Regions from separate parts of the Sus scrofa genome. Here region 1 is linked to region 2. A link is a contact called in public HiChIP or PLAC-seq data. All regions are on one chromosome and are shown on one strand. The core of a region is the stretch at or near the end of the contact, and the rest is flanking DNA. Distances in the headings are between cores, read along the strand shown.

Region 1 (5,439 bases), core at 961-3,460, 290 kb after region 2:
ATCACTCCTTAGCTGAGAACTCTCCCCTGGCTTCCTGTCTCCTGAGAAAGTCAGCCTTTCTCCCCTCCCTCCATCCTCACCTTACTTGCTGGGAATGCCCAGAACTTGGACCTCAGCTCCATCATGCAGCCCTCGCCTTAAATGAAGAGATCTCAAACTCAGTGCCTTTACGCAAACACACTGACAGACACTAAGACCAAGTGAAGCTACAGATGCATGTGAACCTATTTAAATTCAGTGAAATCATCGTTGCCAAATAAAACACATCTAGTGGAGCCCATTCCTGAGGGCAAGGCATGTCTACATTGAAAACACACCCTGAATCATTCCACATCTGTCTCTGCTACAACTACCCTGCCCTACTGAAAAGCCTCCTAACCAGCCTCCACGCTTCCAGTCTTACCCTACAATTCCTTCTCCACTGGCAAAGGGGCCATTACATGTGAATCTGGAACCGTACCTTCCTGACAACTTCAGTGAGGCACCTCCTCTCCCGCCCACCCAGCCTCACTCACCACACACTAGTTTTTCCATTCCTGCAAGAGCCAAACCCATCCCTACCTTGGGGCCTGGAATACGCTTGTAAATACCTGCACAGCTGGCTCCTTCCCAACATTCACCTCAAGGTAAACGTCACCTTCTAAGCGAGGTGACCCCCTATCAGGAAGTCAAAGTGGCCCCACGGTTTGCCACGATCATTTTAATTTCTTCCAGCATTTATCACTGTCCATGTTGGTCTGTCTTCTTCCACTAAAAAGACTGCTCCCTAAGAGCAGAGGCCTTGCCTGTATGTCACTCCTTAAACTACTGCACAAATCTTCCAACTAGCCTCCTGCATCTAGTCTTGTGCTTACTAAGTCACTCATTCATTTACAAATACATACACCCTGTCCAAATATACACCAATCTCTTTAAGGGTTACCATCCCTCTTTAGGATTCAAATCCAAGAAAATCAGATATTAAGCAAAGATCATTCGTGCAACAATCATTATCAAACACAAACTATGAAAGACCCTCTGCATGAAGCAACATACATGGCAGCTCCCCTAAGGAAGCTGACAACCCCTATCACTTACGACACACCTAAAGTGCTCCAGTAGAGCTTTGCTGAGCATGCAAACAGTAACACAATCCAGTGGAAGATTCCTCAAGATGCAATCTAATACCCAGTCTCTCTTTCCCAGAAAGAATTACGCTCGCTCTAAGCCATCCATGTTGCCCCACATTCCTAGAGCTTTCCTAGAAAGGAAAATCCCCTAACTCGTCCCTATTGCATTACCAGCCCTCCTCAATCACCTTAAGTATTAACACAACACAATGTTATACTTCCCTTGACTATGTCTGAACTAAGTAACCATGTTTGGGATTTCTCTTGATTTTTGCTTAAAGCAGCAACCTCAATTTTCATGCTTGAGTGTACTCATTTAATTACTTTAATTTCGGGCGTGGATATATAAAATATCATTTGCTGTAGTCGACTGGAAGCCTACGTTTATAAGTGAACACATTCAAAAGCATATGCTGCAGAACAAAGGCAAAGTCAAACCTCCCCAAAATCCTAGGGCACTCTTTACAACTAGGTAGGCATTTGGTATAGCAGTTTTCAAAGCTTACCGTAATCTTTGCCCTAAAACTTGAAATCCGGAGAAAGAGTTTATTTTGGGGCAGTAAAAACTCCAGTCGAACGACCTCAAAATGGTAACAGCGAGTGAAAACACTGTCATGAAAACAGCTGTCCTCCAGGCGACCGCCTCGAAGGGGACCTCATGCTTCAGCAAACAAAGTCTGCAGTCGGGAGAAAAAAAGCAGAGTGACGTCAAACACTGTCTCTTTTCCCGTTTTTCCAAGAAACGATCCGCGGGGCCGCAGCGGGACCCGCCGGTCAGCAGCGCGTGACCCCCGCCCGCCGGGCCCGCGAGCGGGGGGGCGTATGAGGGAGGGGAGACCCGGGACCGGGCAACAGAAACGAGACCCGAGTCCGGAGGCCCGGCCCTCACATCAGCACAAGTCGCCGCCGCCCCTCCACCGAGCCCGCGTAGCGGGAAGCAAAGGCCGAGCAAGTTCAAAGTTCGCGGAGGAGGGGGCGTCCGGTGTCCGAGAGCATCGAAAGTGCGCGTGCGCCCGTCCCCCACTGCGGCCGCCGGGTTAGGCCGTACCGCGCGCCCCTCGGGTTTACGTCGGTTCGCGGCACGAGGCGAGGGGCGGGGACACCAAGCGGGCTTTGGATTGGACAGCGCAAAGTGACGAGCGCGCTGATTGGACGAGGGTGCGCGCCCGGATTTGAAGCTTGAAGTCTTACTCCAGCCTGAAGGCACCGCCCTGAGAGCCACGCCCACTGGAGAAGACCGCCCTCCCTTACCCGGGACACCCGGGCGCGGTCTCTCACCTTGTGTGTACTACAGTATTTCGGGTGGACAAGTCACCTGACACACCCCGACCTCGGAAGTGTCGGCACTCTGTCCCTACAGGAACGGACGTGAAATGTGCGGTCATCTGCCGCACGTTTACACGGTTGCAGCTACGGTTTTAAGTCATCCCCGGGTCCGCGCTACACCGAGTCGTTGTTACAGCGCAGTAAGGTTGGTCTGGGTGGAAAGGGGTGAGACCATCCATCCCTAATTACCTTCCTACGTTTTCCCGTCCTCCTTAGCCACGAATCTCATCACCAACACCTGCTCAGCACGAAGCCCTAACTGAAACCTTACTGCTGCTCAGCTTTACTCAAACCACTTCGCTTTATCTCAGAATTTCTTCCACACAGTCCCTCTTTTCCAAAGTAAACTCCTAAACTTCATTCAACCGGTTATGAATATTGACGCTGCACATTTGGGAGAGAATGGGGGGAAAAAGTTGACTTTAACAGTCCCTATTCCTAATTTTAGCCTGGTGGGGAAAGACATGTTAATCACATGACTTTCTATCTCCTCCAAAATATTGCCCAATTACCATTCCTGCAGGCCATCGTCACTGTTTTGCTCTCTCTCTGCCTTTGGAAATGCTGCATCTCTCCATCTTAAAAACGAAGCAAAACACCTACCCTTCCTTAATTGTTTCATCTCACAAAAATCATTCTGTCTTTCCTACCCTTAATCAACTCCTCTCACATCTTACACCACTCATTCCATGTTTTCTGGCTGGCTTGGCCCCAAACACTACTTCCACAAATGTCAGAGTCAGTGACATCTCCGCAGTTCTCTTGACATCTCTTCTTGAAATCTTCCAGCCTTGACATTTAACTACCCCCCTCTTCTACCTCTGTCCACACTCAATGAACAAAGATTAAGTGGAGAAAATCTCAAATATTTTTGATAGGCCAGAAATAGATTTATTAAAATAGGATGCTTGTGAGAGACACAAGCAGGCAGGCAAAGAAGCACTGCCAAGATTTTCTGAATCTTGAAAAATAATCCAAATGTTTAGCGCTAGAGCTGAAAGGATGCTATTTTTGTATAACGAGCAGCCCTCTACCTACACCATGGCCACATGCTGGTGGTGAACTGCTGGAATGTGTCCATGCTCCACCCTGTTGCAGCTTACCATCCTTCATAAAGATCAAGTGACCAGAGCTCTCCCCGAAACACCCAGCAACCCGACCATGATCCCAAAGTATCTGTGGGACAAGAACCTAGACTCTTGACACCAGACTGCCTAAATCTGCTCAAATCTCAGTGTTCTCACTGCCTATGCTGTGCAGCCTCACGCAGCTTTAAGCTGCAGGTGTCCTCAAGGTTTGGTTGAGGATTAAACCAGTTAAGTTGCATAAGGCATCTACAATATTGGCCTATAGAAGGAAGTACTCAACTAACATATCCAACTTCACTTGCCAGCTGAAGACGAAGAACTCCCAGTGAATTCCCATCTCCACATTCAAGTAGAGCTTGAAGCAGCCCCATGGCCACAGGTACCTCCCAGGGAGTTAGAAGTAACACCTATCCAGGGAGGAAAAGGCAGGTGTCTCCCATAACTCCCCTTTACCAACTGTTTTGAGTGGTAACATGTCAACCACAGACACCTTCTACAATGTAAATCTCACTTGCTCCCCAGATGAATCTTATTCTTTCATGAGACTAATACTCACATCCTCCTGCCTGAACACACCCCATCCTGTTCTGGGTTTGGACCATCTCCCTGGACTCTACCTTTCTCCGTGAGATGTCACATCCCTTCCAAACCCTGCTGGCTCCAATAAATCAATGTAATGCCTACTGTACTGCTCAACCTTTACTATGAAGCTGAATCCTCATTACCCCCTTGTAAATTCTGTAAATGCCTTCTTCCATCAGAGTGAATGTATACAAACTACCTCCTTTTACATATCTCTGATTATTTGACTCAGTATCTTATACAAGATGCCCAATATTCACTGAATTGAAGAGTCTGTGTCAACTCATTCTACCATCCTATCCCAGGTGCCTCTATGATTGGAAATCTCAAAGACCTGGAATCCTAATCCTGAGCTAGATCCCAGCTTAAAGTGAGATCCTTGTTACTATGAAACTAGACAAGTCCACTAGTCTTAAACATATTCTTTAACAGAATGAAGACCTTTGAAAATTATTTAGAAAGAGCTTTTTTCTTACATTGGAATGCTAAGATAACTCTACATACAAAACATTTAAATTACTAGACATACAAAACTCACATGTTCCTTAAAATGTATCTTAGAAGCTATTTATCCTTTGCTCAAGGGTTATGACACTGATAGGAAAGAGTCTTTGAAAATTAGGTTAGGGAGTTCCCGTCGTGGTGCAGTGGTTAATAAATCCAACTAGGAACCATGAGGTTGTGGGTTTGATCCCTGGCCTTGCTCAGTGGGTTAAGGATCCGGCGTTGCCGCGAGCTGTGGTGTGGGTCGCGGACGTGGCTCGGATCCCGTGTTGCTGTGGCTGTGGCGTAGGCTTGCGGCTACAGCTCCAATTCGACCCCTAGCCTGGGAATCTCCATATGCCACAGGAGCAGCCCTAGAAAAGGCGAAAAGGCAAAAAGACAAAAAAAAAAAGAAAGAAAAGAAAAGAAAATTGGGTTATAAGTTATAATATACATTTACAACTATATCTATGTGTGATTAGCTTACAGACATGCTGTTCCAATTACATCTTTCTCTAGCCATGAGAATTCCTGAGAAAACTGAAATATTACTAGTCCCACAGTTTTAATCATTTTATCAGTCATTGTCAAGTATATTCTGATTTCAGATTTTAAAATATCATTTTAGGGGAGTTCCTGTGATGGCTCAGCAGAAACAAATCTGACTAGGAACCATGAGGTTGTGGGTTCCATCCCTGGCCTTGTTCCGTGGCTTAAGGATCTGGCGTTGCCATGAGCTGTGGTACAGGTCATAGATGTGGCTCGGATCTGGCGTTGTGGTGGCTGTGGTGTAAGCCAGCAGCTATAGCTTCTATTGGACCCCTAGCCTGGGAACCTCCATATGCTGTGAA
Region 2 (5,633 bases), core at 159-2,658:
TTCCTAGTAAGGTTACTGGAGACACTGGAACGGAGCAGGATGCACCAGGCTATCCCTCCAGCCCCAGGACACTTAGAAGGGCATCCAGCTATGGGGAGAAGGAAGTGGGCCCCACGTCCTGTGTGTGAGCAGGCCCCCTCTTCACTCTCTGGTTTTTCCCAGAACAAAGGTGGTGACAACTTCGTATTACCAGACAGACAACCCCTAACATCCACCCAGGTGTGGGTCTGTGAGGGCAAGTGGCCTTGAGCTGCTGTGATGTGACCTCAGACAGCAGTATGTGTAAATCCCTTTGTGGTGACACAGTTTGTGCAAAGCAAGGCCCCTGCTGAATATTTTGGCTTCTACTCAAAGGTTCCCCCTTCCCAGTGAATGAACATATCACATGGCCTTAAATATTTGAAAATCTGTTTTTCTCCCTGTCCTAGGGTGAGACTTTCAAAGCATCGGCAAAAATGATTGCATCTGCAGCAACACCTTTGCCTTCTGATAAAATCAGTTTTCTCTGTTCTTCCTTTCCCCGGGCAGCCTCTCCAGCAGCCAAGGCTTCAGGGCTGCTGCCTCTCCCACCACTGTGCCCGAGGACGGCAGTAACTGCTCAGGTGTGAGGGCAGCTCCTCATGACGTCAGTGTCCTCCCTGAACCAGACTCTCCAGCTACCTCTCCCTCCCAACTCCACTCCACCCAGGGCTCGGCCCTTGAGAGAAAGACAAATCTCGAAGGAAGCTCTGCTGGGAAGAGAAGAAAGCGAACCCTTCCATGTGCAGAACACCGAACAGATCAGTGAGGCCACTAGGAAGCAGGCAGCAAAGGAGTGTGCAGTGCCTCCTGGGCTCGGCTGGGAGAGTGAGCAGCAAGCGTGGGCGCCAGGGGGACCCACACGCGTGAGCCTCCTGTCGCATGTGAGAGGCACAGAGCGAGTGCTTCCCTGCGGCCACAGAGCTGGTGGGGGGACAAAGCCAGGCCCCGGCCACCTCCCTTGGTGTCTCTGACAGCCCTGGGAGCCTCCCCAACAAGGGCCACTCGGAATTAGAATTAGAGGATTTTTTTCCCCCAGAACAAACCACACCAATTTTTAGGAACAAAGTAAAAAGAGACGAAACAAACTTAGATTATTAATGATAATGCCTATTTAGAAGGCTGCTAAAACTGGTTCATAAAAATTTTTATCAATTTTAGTTAAAACTCTGAGGATAGCCTGTTTGTCACAATACAGACCATGTTCAAATGCACTCCCTTGGGAGGCCGTAGGCTACAGATGCTCAGAACAGTCTGGGACAGTCTCGAGCATCAGCCTACGTGAGCAGAGGGTGTGTTCTCACTGTAAAAGCACCACACAGACACGTCTCCTCGCAGGAGTCTTAACACAGGCCAGGCCCTCCCTCTGTCCACCGCCACTCCCTGTGTCCTTTCGACCTTTCTCTACAGGGCCAGCTTGCAGCTCAGCTAACACCAGCCTTACTCATTGTCGCCCTGGGCTGTACACCAAAACGATATCATGAACTTCATCAGCAACATCTGAAGACTCTAAACAAAGTTTGGCTGGTACCAAAAATCAAATCCATCCTCAGAGAACAGGTAAGAAAAAGGAAGACTTGCCATCATTGAGAAGTTCTTTAAAAAGCCTCTTGAAAATGTTACTAATAATAACCTGTAAGCTCTGAAGGTAACGTTAGAACCGTTCGGAACAAGCTCACCAGCATAAAGATGATCTGAGTTACTCGCTTGCTTTAAAGACACGTCTTGGGGACTCACTGTGTTATACCCATGGCCCAGTGTCCTTATCCAATTTCTGCCAGCAACTTGGCCTCCTTTCTCTTACTTGAAGGAGACATTCTCATTTGAAGCTCTTAAAATTGTTTAATCTCCTAATGCTTCAAGGAGGAACCTTTTAAATAGCTGGTCTGCAAAAGGCATGTTCCTGCAGAGACAAACAGGAGGCAGACGGTAGGATCCAGTGCCTGAAACGGGGTGGCAGGAATCCAGCGTGGGGAGCCTGTGCCCTGGCCAGCCAGCGGTCAGAGCCTCGCCCGCTACACTTCACCATCAGGCGCTCGTTTTTTGCACTGAAAATGGTTCACATCTATCATTTTAGAAATGCTTTCCTAATGCAGGCTGACGTAGGCAGGGATGAGCTAAGGCTGAGGCACAGGGGCCAGAATGGGCTGTGGGCCTGCCCTTCCCTGGACCTGGCCATACCTGCAGTGTAGCCGGAGTGGCTTCTCGAGGCATCCAGGGATGGAGAGGAGCCCACAGACTGTGGCCCTGCCCCAAGCACGGGCCTGGGCAGCTATCCTGCCCAGACTCACCTGGCTGAACAGCCCATCTAGTGAGAATGATCTTACTTCCACAAGGAAGTCCTCTCATTTTTCTGGGAGCCAATGGCCCTCTTCATCCATCTTTGTTTTCAGCTTTACAGTGGAGACATGAGGGCAGAAGAAATTGTTTTCTCTAAAAGCAATCACCAGGCAAAGCTGCCTGCAGCTGAGGCCCCATGCAGGGGTGGGACCCCAGCCAGAGGTCGGCCCCAGCCTGGGGAGTAAAGCAGGAGTACAAGCCAGTGTGGCCGATATGCTCGCTTTTCAAGGAAAGGTGTAAATTTCCACTTTTACGTGAAATTTCCCCGTTCTTACAAGACGGAGCAACTTTTGTCAAGGCAGCCTGTGGGGGGACCACAGAGCTGGCAGGGCTGGTGAGGCTGGGGCCCCAACTGCCGGCCTGGAGCTGCTTTGGCTCCAGGGAGGCCATGCACCGTACTTCATAGTTGATTTAATCCCTGCAGCAGCTGGTAATGAAGACATGCCCGACACAACTCCTTTAGTTATTTTGTTAATTGAAATTGCTGGTTTTACAGGTCAAAATGGCTGCACAAGCAGAATTCACGTGGTTCGAAGCGAAGAAAATGTTCCTGTCCCTCCGCTGTTCCTAGTCGGTGGCCAGCTACCTCCACCTCATCCAGGCAGGCTGGCTGGCCCTGAGGGCTGGGCTACAGGGTAGGCTTCAGAAAGGCCTCTCCTAGCTCTGGAGAGGCTCCAGCGACAGGTGCAAACATCTTTCAGGGCCAGCCAGAGATGTGTCTGGAAGACTGAGGCCCTTCTACTGTTTTCCCATTACTTAGCGGTCCAAGATAATGAAATCGAGACAAGTCTCAAAACTCCTGAATCACATAAACCAGGCTCCAAGCACTAAGGCAAGGCCAACTCAGCAAGAACACATCCGGCTTTTGTCGCAAACCCAACACAACTGCAGCCGCTGCTACGTAAGCACCTGCTTTGCTTATAACTTCATGGAAGTCAGCTCACTCTCCATTTTCATCCAGAAATGGCTGCTTGCACCGAATTCAGGGCCAGACCACCCTGTGCCCCTGCTCCCTGGCACAGTGTCTCAGGGACGCTGTGGTGCCACAAGCTGAGGGGCCTCGGCCACCACGGTCTCCCTCTGTCCTCCCATGGCCAGGGACAAGCTGCACAGGTCTGTGGCCTCCCACGGGCGTGGGTAGAGGCGCCAGGGGCCACGTGAGGAAGGGCTTTGCACAAAGCACACCTTCCGAATCAGGGAGGCTTGGCCCAAGGAAGCCGCTGGTCCAACCCCTGTTTCCAGAGGATGCTCCCTGAGAAGCTCTGGGGTGGTTCCAAGTTCCTGGAAGCCCTCCTGGACAAAGGGAAGCCCCTGGCTCACCCCAGGGCTCAGGTTTCCTCAACCAAATCAGAGTGTCCTCCTCAGACACAAAGCCCAACATGTTCCTTTCTGTTTCTGCCCTGATTCTCAAGGCTTCCCCAAGAGAGAAGTAAAAATAAACTTAACCAAGTGTTAACACCAAACCCCTGAAAGCTGATGAACTAGATACCCAGCCCTTCTCACACCAGCTTAAACTAAACACACTTCTTAGCAACACGGCCATGAGACCTCACTCAGTTCTAGAACAAATGGGCCAAAAGGCCACCAGCTGAGGGGTCCCAGCTCTGCACAGGCTGAGCCTTGGACGTGCACCCACAGTGAGGCCAGCAGGTGGCGCCCCACACCTATAAGCTGCGCACCAGAGGACGCAGTGGCTCCTGAGCAAAAGGAGAGGCCCTTGGAGCTCTGACGACAAACACAGAAGCACTCAGACCTCAACACCCGAGCAGCTCCGAGCTCATGGCTTCCCTCCCAGGCACAGCCTGCACACGGCCCCCAGGAAGGGAGGTGCTCGCAGCTGCCCCAGGCCAATCGTCATGCCCATCACACCCTTCGCACAGTTACAGTACCTGGTGCACCCTCCCCACACACAGAAGACCCTCTGGAGACCCCCCTGGCTGCCCCCAAGATTGTGAAACAGCAGGAGCCAGGTGGGTGCCACTGACTCAAGGCTGGGGCTCTGCAGCATCTCCTTCTGGACTGGTCAGTGCTGGCCCACGGGCACTGAATGACCAAGTGGACAAAGGAAAGGCAGAGCTCAGACCAAGAGCCCCTGATGGGGCAGGACCAGCAGCAGTCTCCACTCTGGCCACACCTCCCAACCAGCCACGAGACCCACAAGCATCACAGCATCAGCCGCCACCCCCACTTGCCCAATGGTCTGCGGGACCATCAGGGTCTCTGCTGATGGGGAGGCCTCCGTCATCTGGGGGGCTGCCCTGGGCCCTGGTGGGCTTTAGAGTGTCCCTGCGGCCCCCTCCTCGAGCAGCGACAGCCAAACACACCTCCAGTGGCCAGAGGCCCTAGTTGGAGCAGTGAGTGAGCAGCGGCTCGCCCTGGGTGAGATGAGGGGAGAAGCAGGCAGTGCAGGGACAGGAAGCCTACTGGGCCACACCCACCGTGCTCCCTGGGTCTGGACCTAAGGCTGGGAGAAGACGTGAACTGGGAGGTGCAGGTAGGGCCTCGAGTGTCTCTGGTCAGTGTGAAAATGCATCCTGAGTGTGAAACACCAGGTAGCAGCGGCCACAGAAGCTGAGGCTCCAGACCTGACCTCCATCCCTGGCTCAGAAGAGAATGCAGCTCCAGGCAAACCTTCAAGCATCCACTAACCAAGCCGGGCTGGGCCCTGAGTGTCCTCAGCTGCCTATGTAGGCAGCCCCTAAGGGGCCTCGAAGAGTCATGTTGCTACCTTCTCCATCTGAAGAAATGGACGTGCAGCCCCTGGGGCCAAACTGCTGCCCCAGAAGGGGCCTGGGGACCCACTTCCAAGTGAACAGAAGACCCCCTGCTGCCTCTGCTCCGGCTGGGGCAGGCGTGCCAGGTGTGCTGTCTGCACTGCAGGGAGGGTGGGGCCCAGGCCTTCTGTCACTGACCCCAGCAGAAGGTGTAACACGGAGCTGGGATCAGCTCCTGGCAGGGGCCCGGCGGGGCCGGCAGGCCTGTCTCACAGCTGAGCATGAAGGCTGGCCCTGCTGTTTCTGCCACTGCTGCCATGACAAGGTTTTCTCTGGGCTCTCTCTTTAAACCCAGAAGAATCACACGTACGCTGGCCTTCTGCATCCATGATTCAACTGACCCGAGATAGACGATCTTTGGGGGAAAAAAAAAAATTTCCAGAAAACCCCAAAAAGCAAAACTTGACTCTACCACACTTCAGCAACTAACGGCGAAGCGTTTACATCATGTGAAGAATTGTTCAGTGACCCAGACGTAACATAAAGCATGTGGGTCACACG

What was found. HiChIP or PLAC-seq counts read pairs in DNA pulled down with a chosen protein or histone mark.
Region 1: a contact with region 2 is called in an H3K27ac HiChIP or PLAC-seq map of skeletal muscle, with 3 times the contacts expected there. The contact joins two enhancer-like sites. A contact is called at or near these places in 1 of 47 Hi-C or Micro-C datasets (embryonic fibroblasts) and 1 of 2 datasets of contacts at active chromatin or transcription factors (skeletal muscle).

The regions. Positions count from the first base shown.
Region 1 is chr6:96,705,006-96,710,444 of Sscrofa11.1, forward strand. CEP192 (centrosomal protein of 192 kDa) reads right to left here. Exons shown (of 54, transcript XM_021096019.1): 9 at 1,616-1,786. Among named protein-coding and RNA genes, the nearest start is that of CEP192, 26 kb to the right of the region's middle. Within about 2 kb of position 2,211, at least 62 of the 83 cell types and tissues checked have an H3K27ac peak or open chromatin away from gene starts, as enhancers often do. A contact at or near this core is called in skeletal muscle, where this site is marked.
Region 2 is chr6:96,411,058-96,416,690 of Sscrofa11.1, forward strand. All of the region lies in intron 5 of LDLRAD4 (low-density lipoprotein receptor class A domain-containing protein 4), which reads right to left. Among named protein-coding and RNA genes, the nearest start is that of FAM210A, 50 kb to the left of the region's middle. Within about 2 kb of position 1,409, at least 1 of the 83 cell types and tissues checked has an H3K27ac peak or open chromatin away from gene starts, as enhancers often do. A contact at or near this core is called in skeletal muscle, where this site is marked.